Linked DNA regions of Rattus norvegicus: region 2 is linked to region 1. Evidence: chromatin contacts called from public Hi-C data. All regions are on one chromosome and are shown on one strand. The core of a region is the stretch at or near the end of the contact, and the rest is flanking DNA. Distances in the headings are between cores, read along the strand shown. Region 1 holds the start of Dock4 (dedicator of cytokinesis 4). Region 2 overlaps Dock4 (dedicator of cytokinesis 4).

Region 1 (5,771 bases), core at 1,345-3,844:
TATTCTCTGAAATAATAGGAAACAATAACTCAGATCTGAAATTTTTTTTAAACACTTTGCAGTCTAAGCAGCTCCGGATACTGCTCACCATGGTGAGAAATGAAAGTCCATGCGTAAGTATCCTAGCAAAATTTTCACCACACACCCGCCTAACAGATGGGTTCTCAAAAACAACCAAGCATTCCGCAAGCCAAATGCTCAAAACTTAGTAATAAACAGTGATTAACATTCTTGAGTATGTGATACTGCATAAATGAGAACCTCGGCAACAATTTGGGGCAGAAGCTCACTTTGTGCTCTCACCTCTCATCTCACCTCCTACCTCCCTTTCCCAAACAGGCACACCCTCTCACCTCCCTACCCCACTCTGCATCCCAAGCCTTGGTGTCTGCAGCAAGCTCAAAACACTTGACTGATCATATCCGGTTGCCATTCCAGGAAATCCCAGAGTGGTTTTTAAGCCTCTGCCCACAGCTTGTAAAGAAAGGCGAGAGAGAAAAACTAATCGATATCAGCACCCAGCTGTGACCTGGCACATAAGGAAATCTAGAAAATAAATGTCATCCATAATCTGTATCATTTAACACTTGCAAGAAAACAACCCCTGGGATTGACTCTAAGCGGGACGGACAGTGTTGCCTGGGTGGATCTGAGGTTCCTGCACCAGGTGGCAAGACTGCCTAGGAGGCAATGCCCTCTGGTTCCTCATCCCTCAGACAAGGAAATGCCTTTTCCCTCGCAGGGGTTATCTGATCCCCAAAAAGGAGGAGAGAACGGAGAGGAAAACAAGCTCTATCTACAGCACTCTGGGAGAGCGAGCCCTTTGGCAAGGGCTCCCCTTAGACTTAGAAGCTGGAAACCCTTCTCAAAGGTGGGCACACGACAAACTATTGTCTTACTAACCAGTCACAGTCCAGGAAGGAAGCTCATGTAAAATATGACTTTGTTTAATCAGAGTCCCTTCAGTAGATAAAGTCCAATCCCTAGGCAAAGTAGGGGAGGTAAAATCTCCAGTGATTAGGATTCCTTTGAAAGGTTTTCCAGATTTTTTAAATTACAGGAGAATGAAGTCAGAACATAAATACGTCTCTGTATCATACAAATTACTAGGTCCGTCCACAATAAAAACAAGAATGCCAATCGGCAGGACGGGGCATTATAGGAAATGAAGATTGTCAGTAAAATCTATAATGCTTTCTTTCTGTTAGACCTTCTGGGAGGTTATAATTGCATTTGGCCAATTCGGGCTTGTCAGTGAGCCTGGCTTCTTAATAGTCTCAACCCTAAAAGGAGTGACTGTCAAAGGGGGGGGGGGGACTGGGGGGGATGGAGGGAACCCAGCTGAAATCAAACAACAAAAACGGGAACTGTAATCCTACCGAAAAGGGAGGAGGGAAGGGAAGGGAAGGGAAGGGAGCCTCCTGTATTCATCAGTCAACATTAATGTCCTTTGTTGTTCACCTTTGCACAGAACAGTGAATGCTATCCTGTTCTTTTTTTTCTCTCCCAAATCAGTGCCAGGGTAGTCCTCTCCTAAAGCTGCCTCCCAGAATTTAAGAACCAGGCTTTCTGACTCTCCCCTCCCTTGTCACTTTCCAGCCGGCCTCTATGACCCCCACTGCGCTCATCCCCTGGTAGAGAAGGTGGCCAGAAGTAAAAACGCTGCCCAAATCTAGGTTCCCCTCCAAGGACCAAAGAGCGCAGCAGCACAGATGTTGAAATTTACCACCCCCCCCTGCTCACAACACACACCCCAAACACCCGGGAGGCGAGGGAGAAAGGAGGCTGCGTCCCGACTCCCTCTGTCACAGGGGCTAGGGGTGCCACATTCTGCACTCTGGGAAAGCCGACCCCAACCGCAGGGACTTCGCGCCTCCCTACTGTTTGGGAGTATTCTAGCTGCGGGTTCCTAGTCTCCCTCATCACCCCGGGAAATCCTAGCAGCCCACTGCCAGCTCTCTGCCTCCGTGGGCCAGCAGGGGTAGAAGGGAGAGAAATCCTGTTGGCTTCCCCTTCTAACTTGACACGCAACACACCCCGCGGCCACTCCAAACTCTGCCAGCAGAGCCCGGAGTGGCTGTCCCGACGTTCCGGGATCGGGTTCGAGAAGCGCCGAGTGCGCAGTGAGGAGCGAAACCCTAGCGCGCGCCCCTCAGCCGGAGGCCGGTGTGGCCAAGCCTGGGACCCGCTGTGCAATGCCAAGACCTGGCATTTGCAGCCTGGCGCGGAGCGAGCTGCGTGGGGGCAAGGACCGGAGCGTGGTAAAAGTTCGCCCGCGAGCACTCACCCACGCCGTATTTCTCGTGCTCCGTAGGTATCCACATGGCTATAAAGGGCGCTGAGGGGCTCCGGGCTATGCAATCCCCGCGCCCCTCCAGTGGCTCACAACAATGCACGGCTCCCGAAGAGCAGCTGCGGCGCTGGAGCACAGCAGATCGCGCGGGCTGCGGCGCTGGGCAGGGGCTTCTCCCGGGGCTCCCGAGCGGACACTGACACTACACGGACGAGACGGAGCCGCCCGCTGCTCTGCCGGCCGCGGCTGCTCACAGCCCTGCGACGCGCTCTCGGGGACCCGGCGGCGCAGTCATTGTTCTGATTCACTGAACTAAGCGAACACGCCGGGGCACTCGCGGGCGCACCCCCGCCCGTCAGCGCCCATCCAGCGCTGCCTCCCCACTGCCTCGCGGCATGCCGGGAGTTGTAGTTCTTACTCTCCCGGGCCCGGAAGGGGGCGTGGCTACAGCGGTTGGGGGCGGGGCAACTAGTTAGGCTCATCACATTCGATTGGTCCAAAATGTGACGGCACAGCCCAGGCGTGTAGAAACTCTCTCAGTGGGTCGGCATGCGACCCCAGGCGCGTTTTTATTGGTTATCTCCCCGCTTCGCCCCGCCTGCGGCCCGCCCCTTTCAACTGGTTCAGGTAATGGCTGCTCCAGAGGCCCAGGGGCTTGGTGTGGACCCCCGGGAAGACCGGGTCCGCGGGGTCCGCGGCGGAATCGGGCACATCGATCATGAAGGTGAGTGCGCTGTCCCTTGGGTGCGTGTGATCTGTCTTTCTTTTTCTGTGCCCGGGGTGCAGCTGGCAGCCGCTCAGACCTTAGAAGCTGGTCAGCTAGGAGACCACCTTGGCAATGCCAGGCAAAAAGCCGCGGGCGGAACCCACAGAGATTGGGTGGGGCAGAGGGCGGTTGCCAAGCTGAAGCTGTTTTGGGTGGGACGAGAAAATGTGAAGAACTGCCTTCCCGGCCTCTGAGAAAGCTCCTTTTGCTTTGTTCCGGTTTGGAATTATGTGCTTTGCACTTGCCCACGAGTGGGTGTGGGTCAGGTCTGGGTCGCACGTGTGTGATTGTAATGCTGTGATTAGGCGCTATTTCCTGACTAGTATCCTCAGTTTGCTGAATTTGTTTTTGGGAAGGTGTTTTATGTAGTTTGGGGCGGGTTTCCAAGTTGGAGACTAGTCACGTCACTGTTCTCCAGTACTTGCGGGTTGCTCTTTGGAGTCCTCTCCAAAGGGAAAGGATGTGTGTATCTCAGGAATCATTTGACCCTGGAGCCTGGGAAATCTTACGTCCTAAGTCGTAAGAGAAAGAGGAAAAAGAGAATTAAATGCACTCCCGCCTTCACAGAATATTTAAAAGAGGGTTTTGAAACTCATCACAACTACTTTGTATCTACCTGATTTTGGTGTTTTCTTCAATTCCACTATAGAGATCAAAAATCAAACTTTCGTAGACTACCTTTCTTTTAGTCGAGCTCCACTCCCCACCCATTTTAAGTATATAATTTAGCACAGCAAGTTCTCTTATGTAAATGGATAGGATTTGGGGGTTAATTTGTGTCTCAGTCCTTGTTGATGTTTTTTCCTTTCACAGCTTTTAGTATGAAGTTTTTATCTCAGTAGCAGAGAAATGAAGTGCAATTTCTTCCCACTTCCCCTAGGTGAAATTCCTATCATCTAAGCAACCTATCAGTGGGTTTGCCATATATCCCATACTTCTATAACAGACTGTTAAGCTTTTCCAGATTACCAAAATTCCACAGAGCTACCATTTTAAGATATAAAGTTGGAAGCTTCGATAATTTTTCTCATGGGTTAATTTATTTGAGAACTTATAAATACCTCCAAAGCATAATGAATTACCTTACAATTACAATTCATTATATTTCAAGCAGTTCATTCAGAGGTATTCAGATTTAAAAAAATATTAAGTCTCTCCACTACACAGTTCCACTTATAAAGACAAAAGTGATGCAAATTTTGACATATTTCTTTATAATATACATTGTATAACTCATTTTTAAATGACGGATAATTAAAGGGATAATTTTTGTAAACTCAAAGATCTACAACTTTCTTCTCCCTCTTGTGTATCAAAGATATTTCTTTATCAACATTTTTTGTAACATTTAGTGACTACACTCAGGTTCCATAGAACAGATATTCCATACTCTAGCCAGTCCCCTCTTAATAAATGTATAAAGTCACTCTGATTTTCAATAGCATTACAGAGAGTGGATTTGTTTATATGTGTGTGTGTGTGTGTGTGTGATACATATGTATATAGATGGATAGATTGATCCAGTAAAGTATTACTTTGTCCAGTATTAAGCTTGTGTAATTTTTATGTAGATACCAGTTTTCTGTCTTAAAAGTACTCATCATGAATATTCCCCAATAATAACCAAGTATCCTTTACCCAATATTTTCAAAAAGTGTGAGGAAATTATTAATCCAGGACCAGTGTTGAAATATAGAAAGACCGAATTAGGTGACTAATGAAAACTTAATTTTAGTCTCCAAATTATCTTCAACAAAAGCATTGAGCAGCAGAGAATTTTCAATGGTTGTCACAAAAAGCATCTCTTTCCTTACTTCAGAACTGCCCAGTATTATCATTGACTTAGGACAGTGGCTGGGAGAGTGTCATGATTAGTCTTATGTCATTTTTAGTAGGTAAGTACATAAATTTATCATTTAAAATTCTCCTTTAATAATGGATCATTCTTTGACTTTATCAGAATTCTTTTCAAACCCTGCAAAATGGGACATACATTTTAGGTGGGAATAATTGCATTAGGAGTATATTTCTTCTTAGGCAGGCATTTAAGTGATCCAGAATGTCTTTCTCTATAAAATCACACACCTCTTTACTATCCGGGAAACTGCTGCTTTTCAGAGGTTTCTTTTAATTCTAATTAAAATGTCATTCTATGTGTTTAATATCCTGAGACAAAAGGGCCCGAGGAGCCATTTAATAGAAATCCTAGCAGTTCTGTAAAATCTCTGCAGGAAGGAGCATTAGATGGAGTTCGGGCACATACAGCTCCCTCTCTGAGACCACTATGCTCCCCGAGGTTTTTTTAGTCCGTTCCTCCCCATGTCCCTACCTTGGTTGGTTCACAGCAAAATTGTCTATTGAGAAAAGTCATAAAGTCTGTTTGTTGGCAATACAGATAAAGAAAGAAATGGTACCAAGTGTGCAGCTATCTTCCTTGCACACTCTCCAGTGTACAAGAACTCTTGGTGTTAGGAGAGGGGCTTAGGACTGAACTAAGGGCGATGGATGTCTGCTGAGACTCATGTGGAGAGGAGGTCAAATGACCCGGTCAGGCCAAGACTTATCCGTGTCTGCTGCTCATTTAAACAGAAATTAGTGTCCCGTATTGTTTCCTAAAATTAAAAACAAAAAATAGGGTTTGGGTAGATGGCTAAGTGAAAGCACTTGCTATGCAAGCATGAGAGCTGGGGTTCAAATCCCCAGTCCCCACAT
Region 2 (5,771 bases), core at 922-3,421, 110 kb before region 1:
CGCTCTTTGTCCCTATATTTCCTTTAGACAGGAGCAATTCTGGGATAAAATTTTGAGATGGGTGGGTGGCCCCATCTCCCAACCGGGCGCACTGCCTAACCTCTAGATGTGGTCTCTACAGGTTCTCACTCCCCTTTGTTGAACTTTTCAGCTAATCTCATCCCTGTTGGGTCCTGGAAGCCTCTTGCTTTCCTGGCATCTGGAAATTGCTAGTGGAAGTGACATGAACTTCAAGTCCCTAAAGAAAGAAATTGAAGAAGACCTCAGAAGGCTGAAAGGTCTCCCATGCTCATGGATTGGCAGGATTAATATAGTAAAAATGGCCACCTTGCCGAAAGCAATCTACAGATTCAATGTAATCCCCATCAAATTCCCACTCAAATCTTCATAAGAGTTAGAAAGAGCAATTTGGAAATTCATTTGGAATAACAAAAAAACTCAGGATAGCCAAAACTATTCTCAACAATAAAAGAACTTCTGGGAGAATCACCATCCCTGACCTCAAGCAGTATTACAGAACAATATTGATAAAAACTGTATGGTATTGGTACAGAGACAGGCAGGTAGATTAATGGAATAGAATTGAAGACCCAGAAATGAACCCACACCTATGGTCACTTGATCTTTGACAAAGGAGCTAAAACCATCCAGTGGAAAAAGGGGATTTTCAACAAATGGTGCTGTTTCAACTGGCAGTCAGCATGGAGAAGAATGCAAATTGATCCATTCTTATCATCCTGTACAAAGCTCAAGTCCAAGTGGATCGAGGACCTCTACTTAAAACCAGATACATTGAAACTAATAGAAGAGAAAGTGGAGAAAAGCCTCGAACACATGGGCACTGGGAAAAATTTCCTAAACAGAACACCAATGTCGATCAAGAATCGGCAAATGGGATTTCATAAAATTGCAAAGCTTCTGTAAGGCAAAGGACTCTGTCATTAGAACAAAACAGCCAACTAACAGATTGGGAAAAGATCTTTACCAATGCTACATCTGATAGAAGGCTAATATCCAATCTATATAAAGAACTCAAGAAGTTAGACTCCAGAAAACCAAATAATCCTATGAAAAAAAATGGTGTACAGAGCTAAACAAACTGGGGAGTCAGAAGCACAATTATTGCCAGGGGTTTCAGCCCAGCCTAGGCTACAGATATTGTCTCCAAATATAATAAAATAAAAACTTATAAATTATCTGTGTAAAGTATGTTATTCACACAGAAAGCAAAACAAAACAAAACCTACATGAACTAAACATCCAGTACAATGGCCATTATAAATTGTGCACTGAGCTTAGCAAGGTAGAATGTGAAGGTATAAAGCAGCCAGTCAGGAGGCTAACGAAGGACAATCAGAATCTAAAGCCAGATTGATCTGCAAAATGGAAATGATATATGCACCTATCATATCTCTTATGGCTACTGTGGGAAAGAAAACTAAAAAGAAACAGTATCCAAGAACAGAACAGAGAGAAAGAGCATTCAGGTCAACAGAAACTATAAATCCTTCTTTCTTATTTCCAAGATTCCTTGTCTTCACTTTTAATTTAACCAACTTGAAGGGTCTCCTGTTAGACCAATCCTTAAATTCATATCATTCTTGATTTAAATAAGTGTCTATGAGGAAAGCAGATGTTTGGACTAATTTTAAAAACACTATTTGTTTAAAAAAAAAAAAAGGATCAGTACTCTAACTTAACATTAGGGAAACACAAATCAATATACTTCCTGTAAAGTAAGTAAAATCAACAGAAACACATGATATCCAACTAAATATAGAGGTCAAGTGAAACCACCAGTAAGTATGTTTCCAATATTACATGGGACTTAGACTAAGAAACTGTTTCTGGCCTGAAATTAATTTGTAACTAGTATCAGACTTTCCTTTGCTAAATCTAGCAATTCTACCTTACAGAGCCAAACTCAACATCATGAAAAATGTTTTTCTATAAATAAATTGTTGAGCTTGTATTTCGTTTAGATTGTTTTCTTGTATTGATAGGGAAATGTCATAGCTATGCCAATTTTCGTTTAGACAACATTTCAGAAATTCTTCTTCTCTGACACATAATTTAGTCATGTCTCAATTTCCTGTGCCTGATGAAGTTGCTCAAGAGATCACATGCAGTTATGTACTTGTGGCAACGCGCAGGAACAGCATTTCCCATTTGGCCACGGGCACAGACCTTATGGCAGGCTTTTGTGTTCAGTGTCTGGTAGAAACGGATGACACAGCTCCTCTGTTCCGGAGAATCGTTGCACAACTGCTATATACTAATCTGGCAAGGAATCAGATCGTGTCATTTTTCTCAGCCTCTACAATCACAGTCACCATCACTAGAATACAATGAGCTGGCACTTGAGTGATGAAGGCAAAGTACTTCGCTGGTACAAAGATATATTCATGTCGTTAAAAATCGGTAGGGTGTAAGTATCAGAGCAAATGTAAGTATCAGCTCCAGTTGTTCAACATCATAAAGAAAGCAGCCTTAAGACGTGGATGACAGCAGATGTTCATCCTTAGTGTGTCCATCAAGAAGCTCACAGGCAACAGGCCATCACAGGAAGAAGGAACAGTGCACCAGGGGAAGACAAGTCTTGTGGACAACAGAAAGAAGTAGGGAGGCTGAAGAACTACACAGGAGGGAGTCGAGCTGCATCACAATAACTCAGTCTCCAGGAGACAAATCTGCTCAGAGTTAATCATAATGCACAATCAGAAAAACAAGTCATGCAAATATTCTGACCACTATAGAATCCTCCGAAGCTTCGGATTTTTCTTTCATTTGTCCTGTCTTCTCTCTCTCTCTCCTTCCTTCTTTCTTTTTTTCCCCCTCAATTCGGGGTCTTGCTACTGTATACTGCAGGTTGGCCTGGAATGCTCTACATTCTAGGCTTCAAATTGAGAGACCTGCCTGCCTCTGCCTCCTAAGTGCTGGGATTAAAGTTGTGAGCCTCGTGCCTGATCTACTTCAGATGTTTTATGGATGTCAGCAAGAATAAACTATTATTAACAGTTCCAGTCCCCAACACAATATTCCAAACACAGCTAATATTTAATAAATACTGCAGAGCTGTTTTCTTTAGGGGACTGAAAAGAAATTTGGCAATTAAATATGGGGCTCAATAATGAAAAAAATCTATTCAAAGATCATAGTCCACAATGTCAAGACTTAAGAGTTGGGGATGACAGAGCAATGGGACAATGCAAACTAACAAACATCACTCACATGCACCATGTCTGTGATAAATGACATTCCTGCTAATGGAAGCATGCTGAGTGATGTCTCAACGCCTAACAAAAACCTGGGAACACACACAAATAATAGTGGTGCCAGTGGGTAAAATACCAGCCACTGCTATGATCCATTTGAGGGTCTGAATGCCTGACACAGTAGGTAGAGATAGAGTAAGTATCCAGAGAGCCTGGGCAAGAAAGAAGGAGTGGTGGGGTTTCTGTGGTTCAATTAGACTTTTCATCCCCTAAGGCTTGGGGGAGAAAATAGGATTGGATAGCCCTAGACAGAATGGGATTTCCCATCAAATCAAGCAACATAATTGTTGCCTATCTCAAAATTATTTTTCCTTCCTGCATGTAATGCAGGGAAGGCATTATTAAATTAAAACCTTGACTAATGGAGATGAGGAGGCACTTATGGGCAGCGATGACCTCACTTTCTCCTCTCACATTACATTACATTACATTGCATCTTGTCTTATAGATTGCTAACTGAAAAAGGAAAAGGGAGAGAAAAACACTAACTACCACAGCACTTGACAAGACACATCATATCCAAAGCAACTACATGAATTCGGTATTCTTTTAGTTCAGCCGAAAAAATATGACATTTTTCTAAACATGGTAAAACCTGGTCTATGTAATTTAGTTAGAAATACATGTTGAATTAATATTACTGATTGTGGAACATATTAAAATAAAAAAGCACTTTATTGTTTTTGATTTATTGTAGAGATGGTCAAGTTAAAGAATACCAGGCCTGTGTTAAGACAGATTAAGCATACACGAAATTATACTTACCGTTAGTCATCTCCAAAATAAATGTTCTCACTTTATAATGTACTTTTTTCAGTGGGTTCATAACACTAATCTTATTAACAGGCCCTTCCTCCATCATCTACACTGAGGTAAATTTCAATGCCACTTAAGTGGAGTGATAATATATTAGGAATTATAGCATTTCTATTTACATGGCATTCCTATAGCTGAAAACTATTTCCTTTTATATGTGAAGGCAGCACCATCCTTCGGGCTTTCACATCTATCATTCTGTTTGTTTTATTTGCAAGCACCCGGAGAAGGGACAATTTCCTGCTGACAATTCTATGAGTTGCTTCTGAATGGAAAGTTAAGAATCTGAAATCTAGAATTTATAGTAAATTACATAAGTTGGTAATTGTGACAGAATGAATAAACCGCTAGAGTTTTGCCTTTACACATTAATTCCTTACATCCCAGAGTCAAGTCCCTGGCAATATAACTTTTCTATATTTTTCTGAAATAGAGAAAAATACAGAAAAAGGCTAGCAAGAATCTAAAATAGACAAGAGAAGAGCTTCACTCTACCGGAGAAAACCCAAAGTCATACATGGATCTTATATCTCCTCATCTGAATAGGAATCTTCACCCCACCCACTTAGGAATCAAGCAAGAAGAAAGAAGGAGTGGTTGTGGGGGAAATTAGAATAACACAGAAACCTTGTTAGGTGACCACATTATTGACTCTGATAACTAGAGTATTGTTTGGTAAATATTTTCTCCTGACCCACCTTCATGGAAACATCCTTCCCTGCCCCACTGATGTAAGGCTTAGTACTAACTTACTCTGACCAAAAGAATAGAATTAGACAGGACCCAAATTGAGATTTAGAATGTGCTTGTACCTCTGTCAATACCAGTACAAAAGCTTCCCTAGTCTGCTGTCCTTCCCTATTGGGTTACAGAGTAAATATCCGACAAGGGAACTGAAACCCAATCCAGTATGAGGGCACAAAACCAGATTAGTGTGCAACTGTCGCACAGCTAAATGCAGCTTAGCAAACCCCAGGGAATCTGCAGTGGCGGAGTGATGCTGAAGTCGAAGTACTTTCAGCTACTTCATTATGGGTTCGCTTGTTACATAGCAATAGCTAACTAATAAACATGAAGAAAAAGGAGAAGAGGTATTGATTGATACTGCCTCTGACTAAAAGCGTTACAATTTTAGCAAAATTCCTATCAGAAGCTAGTAAAACATCAACATGTGACACTTGAAGGATGCAAGTTTCGAATGAACGTTAGAGTCATTTAGAAGAAAAGCACCCCCAAACCACCGCTTAAAGCGTATGGTGCATGGCTCTTATGAGCTCTATCTCAAAACAAAGAGGCAAGCACTCTCCTTAACTAAAGTTGGCTTAGCCTTACAGGACAATTGCACCAGACCAGGAGTTAGCACCAGCTTTCTTCGAAGGTTTCACACTGCTGACTGATAAGAAGAAACTGTCACGTGGGGCTGTGGGCTGAGAAAATGTTTACAACTCCCCACAGAGAAGGCAGTTCTTTCAGGAGATGCCAAGTCCTGCATAAAGGAAATGAAAGAAAAATCCTCGTTTCCTTGTGACTGCACAGAGTGAGGTCACAGGCATTAAAAGTCCGTGCCACACCATAGGACTGTACTCATATCCTATGTAGCAGACCTTGTGCTGGCTGTTGTACCACAGTTAAGCAGCCAGCCACCCTGACAGGTGTTCCCACCATGTGCACCTCAGAGAA

Evidence for each region. Hi-C and Micro-C count contacts between places; a contact is called where the count stands out from the background.
Region 2: a Hi-C map of liver shows a contact between it and region 1, with 3 times the contacts expected there. The contact joins the enhancer-like site here to the promoter of Dock4 in region 1. A contact is called at or near these places in 3 of 12 Hi-C or Micro-C datasets (the Rat2 cell line and liver).

The regions. Positions count from the first base shown.
Region 1 is chr6:63,236,959-63,242,729 of GRCr8, reverse strand. It overlaps Dock4 (dedicator of cytokinesis 4), which reads right to left and starts at 2,594. Exons shown (of 53, transcript NM_001427091.1): 1 at 2,288-2,594. The coding sequence starts at 2,324. Zfp277 (zinc finger protein 277) reads left to right here and starts at 2,899. Exons shown (of 12, transcript NM_001399663.1): 1 at 2,899-3,017. The coding sequence starts at 2,924.
Region 2 is chr6:63,347,226-63,352,996 of GRCr8, reverse strand. All of the region lies in intron 1 of Dock4 (dedicator of cytokinesis 4), which reads right to left. Among named protein-coding and RNA genes, the nearest start is that of Dock4, 110 kb to the right of the region's middle. Within about 2 kb of position 2,171, at least 19 of the 93 cell types and tissues checked have an H3K27ac peak or open chromatin away from gene starts, as enhancers often do. A contact at or near this core is called in liver, where this site is marked.